2 separate regions of the Hordeum vulgare genome follow, and region 2 is linked to region 1. The links are chromatin contacts, called in public Hi-C maps. All regions are on one chromosome and are shown on one strand. The core of a region is the stretch at or near the end of the contact, and the rest is flanking DNA. Distances in the headings are between cores, read along the strand shown. Region 1 holds the start of LOC123451077 (protein WHAT'S THIS FACTOR 1 homolog, chloroplastic). Region 2 holds the start of LOC123451089 (transcription factor WRKY19-like).

What was found. A called contact is a pair of places that touch in the nucleus more often than the background predicts.
Region 2: a contact with region 1 is called in a Hi-C map of seedling, with 1.6 times the contacts expected there. The contact joins the promoter of LOC123451089 here to the promoter of LOC123451077 in region 1. A contact is called at or near these places in 1 of 6 Hi-C or Micro-C datasets (seedling) and 1 of 1 datasets of contacts at active chromatin or transcription factors (embryo).

The regions. Positions count from the first base shown.
Region 1 is chr1H:504,901,987-504,905,406 of MorexV3_pseudomolecules_assembly, reverse strand. It overlaps LOC123451077 (protein WHAT'S THIS FACTOR 1 homolog, chloroplastic), which reads right to left and starts at 1,608. Exons shown (of 1, transcript XM_045128092.1): 1 at 1-1,608. The coding sequence starts at 1,589. The coding sequence ends at 54.
Region 2 is chr1H:505,042,695-505,046,114 of MorexV3_pseudomolecules_assembly, reverse strand. LOC123451089 (transcription factor WRKY19-like) reads right to left here and starts at 1,896. Exons shown (of 1, transcript XM_045128103.1): 1 at 389-1,896. The coding sequence starts at 1,282. The coding sequence ends at 518. It overlaps LOC123451111, which reads left to right. Exons shown (of 2, transcript XM_045128136.1): 2 at 1-372. The coding sequence ends at 183.

The DNA of each region.
Region 1 (3,420 bases), core at 359-2,858:
AACTAACAATACAGATGAAGATTTCTATCAGCTAAATCTCAAAATAGCTCAGTTTACCACCGTTCCCGTTGTCTGCCATCAGGAAATACAGGAACAGACGAGTCGTCATCGACATCAGTGGTTCTATTACTCTTTGACTTTGGTATCTCGACTTCTTGTGGACTCGAGTCATCACCATCTCCAAAGTCCGGTGGCGAGCCATCACTCTCGCCAACCCAGCCATCACCCCAGCGGTAGCCGCTGTTGTCAGATTTGCCACCAAGTTCCCCAATCAAGTCTTCCATGTCTGAGAAATCATCGTCTTCTTCATCTTCCATGTCGCTTCCTTCATTATACCTTTGTGCAGAGCCATTGCCTCCTTCAGTCTCCTCACCAGTCCTAGGCCCACCTCGTCGAGGGAAGCGTGGAACCGCGACAAGAGCCCTCATCTTCTCCTTAAGCAGCACGAGATGGCTCTTCTCGATAAGCTGCGAGTTCTTGTACGCCTCACGGAGGAACACCGAGTCTCTATCTCCCTTGAGTGACACATAGAACATGTCAGGGTGCCGGATGAGCATCCCCCGCAGAGACTGCGAGAACCGGAACTCCTCCCGGAAGTGTGTCAGGTGGTCAACCAGCGTGCGCTTCTCAAGTGTGAGGCTTAGAATCTCATGAACCACCCCACAGGCATGCTTCTCCTTCTCAGGGGACCCCGACGGCAGGTGTGAGAAGTCGGCGTACGGCGAAATGTAGGGCATTTCTCTGAATTTCTCGATCCTCCGCCCCTCTCCCCGCGACACCTTCAGCCCCTTGGGCAGCTTCACCCTGTTGAACCTGAGCGGCCGGTCAATTATCAAATTCCTCTCCTCGGCCTCCCTGGCCCGATTATCCTCCTCGGCGAGCTCGGCGGCGGACACGGCCAGCTCGGGGTCCCATTCGGTGAGCTCCAGCGCGGGCCCTCTGTCCATCCTGACGACGCGGAAGTAGTGCGGGTACCTGAGGCAGATGGTGTCGTGGAAGTTGGAGGGCAGACCGAGGTCGTTCTTGAGGTGCGCGATCCGCTCGATGAGGATGCGGCGGTCGAGCGACATCATGAGCAGCTTGCGGAGCTTGGCGACGGCGAGGCCCTCGGACTCGTTGCGGAGGTAGAGCTCGTCGAGGTAGAGGCGCTCGGCGGCGGGGGTGAGGCGGAAGCGGAGCGAGTAGACGCCCTCCTCGACGATCTCGAAGACGCCAGGGAAGCGCTTGAGGAGCGCGATGAGGCGGCGCTTGCGGGTGAGCCCGAGGTCGCGGCGGAAGCGGCCGAGGTCGCGGAGGCTCATGACGCGGTCGGGGCTGGAGACGAGGATGTTGCGCAGCTTGAGCACCAGCTTCAGCTTCTTGTCCCGCTGGATCACGTTGTCGAAAGGCACCTCCTTGCGGCGCTTCACGGCGGCCGCCTGCGCCACGACGGCCAGACGGGGGCGGGTGCGCAGGGAAGGGGGCGGCGGGGCGGCGGCCAGCGGGTGGAGCGGGAGGGAGGCGCCGAGGAATAGGGATTTGGGGGGTGGTGGGTGGTGGGGAGTGGTGGGCGGGGAGGGGAAGGAGAGGAGCAGCAGCTTGGCCTCCATTTTTGCGGCTCAGGTGAGCTCCGCCGCGGCGGTGGGGAGAAGGGGGTGTGGGGATAAACCTCCCGTAGCGAGTGGATATTTTTGGGGGGTTATGGGTGATATTTTGCTGGCGGCCTGATGGGCTAGTCTGTGGGCCTGGCTTCATTGGGCTCAAATAAAGCCCGAATAAGGCTTATGCTGATGGGCTATTCAATGTCCACTTCCTCCTAGTCAGCCAGCCCAGTTATTTTAATGGAATCTTCTAGAAAAAAGAGTTATTTGAATGAAAATGTTGGTGATCCTTCCCACTCCTACCTTGAGCATTTCTTCATCTCCTGAAAATTTCTTTAGAATACAATTTAGAAGTTATGTGAATATCGGTAAACCATCAAGTGTGCTCACAGAAATGCTCCCTTTTCAAAAACTAATATTAAAAAAAAAACAATACTACTCCCTTCGTCTCAAAATTCTGGTCTTACATTTGTTTAGATATGAATGTATCTAGTCACATTTTAGTATTTAGATACATCCATTTCTAGACAAACCTAAGAAGAGAATTTTAAGACGGAGGGAGTACATGCTAGTTAATATATATATTTCCACATTTCATGAAAAAACCCATTATTTTTTGGGGTTCTGCAAAAATAACAAACCGAAACATTGTTCAAAACAAGATTTGATATTCTAGCTCCCCACTTTTGTTTTTCTCACCCAAACCATAAATGAAAGTATGTGTCCATTTTTTTTACAATTTCATGGCTCACCTGAATATGCACGAGCCATATTTTTATAAAAAACATCTCAACTAAGTTTTAAATTTTCTAGATTGAAGGGAGCATCAATGTGCTTCCCACAATACAAAACCCACCCTTTGTGAACACCAGCAAATGGCACATGAAAACACATTTTATTCCTTGATAGACAAAGAAGAGGGGAAAACCCAGACTTATGATCAATACATAGTATTTAGTTTATAAAATATCAAATAGGTATTGGCGCATGAAACACGGTTTCACGGCGGCCGACTGCGCCACCACTAAGGATGGCAATTTTACGAATGAGAATGGGTACCCAACCCATATGGGTACAGTACGGGCACAAATTTGTGCCTATCGGCAGTGCCCAAACCCTACCCCTTCGCACTCCTACCTTGAGCATTATTCACCCTGTAAAAAAATTCTTAGAAGTAAAAAAGTAAAAAGAAGACAATTTCTTCAGAATACAATTTAGAAAGTGTGTGAATATCGGTAAACCACGCCATTAAAAAAATCTAATGTACAAAAAAATACTACATGCTAATGAATCAGAATTGTTTACAAATTTCATGAAAACCGCATTATATTTCCAAGTTGTGAAAAGGTAACAAAACCAAAACACTTTTCAAAAGAATATTTGCTATGCTAGCTTTGAACTGTTATTTTTCTCACCCAAACCGCTGATGAAAGAATTTTTCCACAAAATTTTACAATCACGTGGTTCACTGAATATCTATGGACCATATTTTTATTAAAAATTATCTCAAATGAGTTTTAAACTTTCTAAAATGAGGGGGACATGAATGTGCTTCCGAGAGCAAAAAATCCGCCCTATGTGAACATCACCAAATGGCACATGAAAATACATTTTCTTCGTCAAGAGACATGAAAGAGGGAAAAACAAGATTGATGATTAGTACATACTATTTAACTTATTAAGTGTCAATTAGGCATTGATGCATGGAACACTATTTCACTGTGGCCATGCTCTTGGCATGATTAGTACATACCTCACCCGTCTTAAATTAAATGACTCAATTTTATATTAATTTTATATGAAAATTAGTATAAAATTGAATCATTTATTTTGAAACAGA
Region 2 (3,420 bases), core at 647-3,146, 140 kb before region 1:
AAAGTTCATTACGGGACCTCGCTGTCAAATGTGGACCTGCTGCACGGGACGGCGGAATCCCTCCTCACACTCACCAATCTGTTCATCGTGCTTGGGCTGAGGGGAGCCCTGAGGAACTTGGATAAAGCAGAGGAGAGCAGCCCTGAAGCTCCTCGGGACAGCAAGGAGAAGAGTTCAGTATAGGTGCTTGTAAATTGTTGGAAAACCTCTGTTTTTTAGTGTGTGTAGTGATGCTGATGACATTGTACTGTAGTGAGTGTACATTTCTTCTGCTCAACTAGTTGCTGCTGTAATAAGCTGCACATGTTGGCTTTGTGCATTTGCTGATCCGTAATATACTGGAGCTATGGAGCTGCTGCAGTTCAGAGTTTTTGTAGAACAATTTGAGTTTCAGGTCAGTGTATAGCCACCACCAGTGATGATACTGTATAGATATAGCTTCCATTGTGATACATGATCAGGAACCTGAATCTAAACACTGGCTCAAATACAGTAGGATGCTGGCCGCTGCGCCTGCCTACAGGTTCTGAACCTCCGGTTCGAAAAACCCTGGCGTGTTCCAGAACAGCTCGTCGAACTCCATGTCAGCCCCGAGGCCGCCGCCGGCAGCGTAGCCGTAGCCGCCGGTAAGCTGGCACCAGGAGCTCGCCGGCGTGTAGCAGCCGGCCGGCGAGGAAGGAAAGGAGGGCGGCGTCATGGGCTCCGCCGGCCACTGGATCCCTTGTGGCGCCGCAGGCGGCGAGCTCTGCTGCTGCTGCTCCAGGCCGAAGGCGGCAGGAGGCTGGTGCTCCGGGCCGGCCAGGGCCGCGGCGGCCTGGGCGCAGGTGTGCGCGCCGTGGTAGACGACGTCGAAGAGCAGCGGGTCGGCGTGGGCGCGCTGCACCTGCTTGGTGGCCTGGCAGCCCTGCGAGTGCCGGTGCGTGCACCGGAAGTATGCTCTGGGGTACGTGGCGCCCAGGATGTCCTTCTGGCCGTACTTGCGCCAGCTGAGCCCGTCGTCGAGGGGGCCGAGGTCATGCATCGACGCCACCCGGACCTGCGCCCGCACTGCCGCCGCATTCCTGCCGCTCCTGAGCCGGCCGTTCACGCACGCCCTGCCGCCGGCATTGCCTCCGCTCCCGGCGAGGCGCACGGCCCGGTCGACGGACGCGGCCAGCTCGGCGCAGAGCTCCCTCGCCGCGCCGGGCGCGCCCTGGTCGCCGTCGACGCGCGCTTCCAGCTCCCTCGCCATGGCCAGCAGCCCGTCCAGCTCCGACGCCAGCGTCGCCGTCGTGCCCTCCATGCCCGGCCGGCACACCAAGTCTAGCTAGTCGATCAGCGGCAAGCTTCTCATGAGACGAGAACGAGAGCGTGCCCGTGCTTGCTCGGCGGGCGTTCCTTTTGTTGTGATGATGATGATGAGCTTGGTGGTGACTGGTGGCAGCGGGAGGAGGAGGAGGCTTTATAGGGCCGCCGGACCCAAGCACTGTTCATGGCGGAATAGTAAAAAATCATGAGGTTGGTTTGACTGAAGACCGGAGAAAAGCGCGAGACTTTGAATCGGGGAAGGAAGAACCACGTCACGCTCGGACCGCCGGTCCTAGTCTCCTCTCCCTTTTGGTCCAGGGCATGGCCACCACCAATCCACCATGCATGGCGCCATGAATATACATACATACACACGCTCTCTGCCTCTGCTCCTAGTTAATCACGTCCAACTACTCCGGCCTGTGAAGTGGCCGGCCGCAATAACCAGCGGCGTCGTTCTCGCCACGTTTGGACCGATCTACGCTGGCGCGGGCGAGCGGGGATGGTAGTGACCAGTGAGTGGCATGTGAAGTTCACCGCGCTTTTCCTGGAAGTTTCGCCGCCGGTGCGGTCCATGGGCAGACAGTAACCGCGGAGGGAGAAAACCGGCTGGCGTTGCGCCGCGCCGGTACGTGGCTTGGTGGCGTCACCTCCTCGGCGGGCGTGCGGTCGATCTGCGCCGCGGCAAGGCGGAGGAAGGAAGGTGCCCGGAAGGCGGCGCGCGGTCGCGGTTGGTTGCCGGGAAGTGAGCAGTGAAAGTGAGAAGCTTTTTTTAGGCTGGTGTAGAGCCAACCTGGGCCAGGGGCATGATCGATCCACGTGTAGCAGACCAAGGCGAGGACATGGCGTGACCCGCAGACAAAGGGCGCAATCAGCAGCGAGTCCGTGTGGTTTTCTTTCCCCGTTTGTTGCGTATGTGCAGGCCACAGCCGGATGGATCGGTTGAACGAGAGAGAGGGGTAACCGGCCGGCCCTAGCCTCATATAGGGAGCAGCGTCGTCGTCGTCCAGCTAGCGAGTCACGTCCATCTGCTTTCACACGGCGTATGCCCGGAATCGTCACCGGTTTCTACATGGACACGACCCGACCCCGGACGGATGCGCTGGGCTGTGAGACTTGGTTCAAAACACCAAATCAAATTTCCGGACGGATGCGCTGTACTGTGTTAAGAAAACGGGTTTGCTATTTTTCAGTCTGAGTGTTTCTCAGTTGGCCATCACTCAAATCTTTGCCCGCCCGTCCGTTCTCGCACGGAGATTCACCCTCGGTCCTGCCCTTTCCGGTTTGGTTTTCGGGTTGGATTAGCGTTGCAGAACATGGATTTGAGGGTTTAGTTCTAGAGACATGGTTATGATATCATCTACAATCGAAACTTATAAATTCGGCCCCTCAAACATTCACAGACAGACACGATCGGACGTGTTCGTTTTAAATCCCTACTTTTTCATCCATACAGCCTTATTTTTTTATATTTTTCTCATATGTCTCATCACTTGCACGTGATTGGTAAAGAAGAAGAAAGAAAAAAATGTTTTAAATGGGATCGCATCCTACGTGACGGACTGATCGAGCGTGTCCGGATGCATCCACGAACCCTCGTATCTGTTAGGAATTAATTAAATGCATTAATTAAGGGATAATCGTTGCTTTAGTTTAGCAACTGCTCCTTGTAACCGCCTTTGTACACGGATATATATACCCACATCTTCAATCAATGAGTTCACGATTCCATCATTTGTGTTCTCTTTCGTTATTTGAGATGGACATGAGAGGTGTCGGTCAATCCAGATGTTTGAGGTAGATATGAGAAATCCGGTTGGGTCGATTTTTTTATTGTTAAGGATTAATTTAATCCTAATAATCAATGCTTAAGTCAGTTGTTTAGGTCGGTTGTAGTTACCGACATTGTAACTCTAACTGCCTTGTAAGAAGGGTATAGATACCCAGTTTCAATCAATGAGAGAGCCTGTTCCATCATTTGCTTTTATTCTTTCACACGTTATCAACACTTGCTGCTCTCCAAGACGATCGATTTGGCCATGCAGAAAGAAGAACACAGCCCCGGCCAACATTAAAAAGAAGAACTGATGGAAGAACACAACGCCAGCCTCCATTGATTCAGCAATTGAAAGC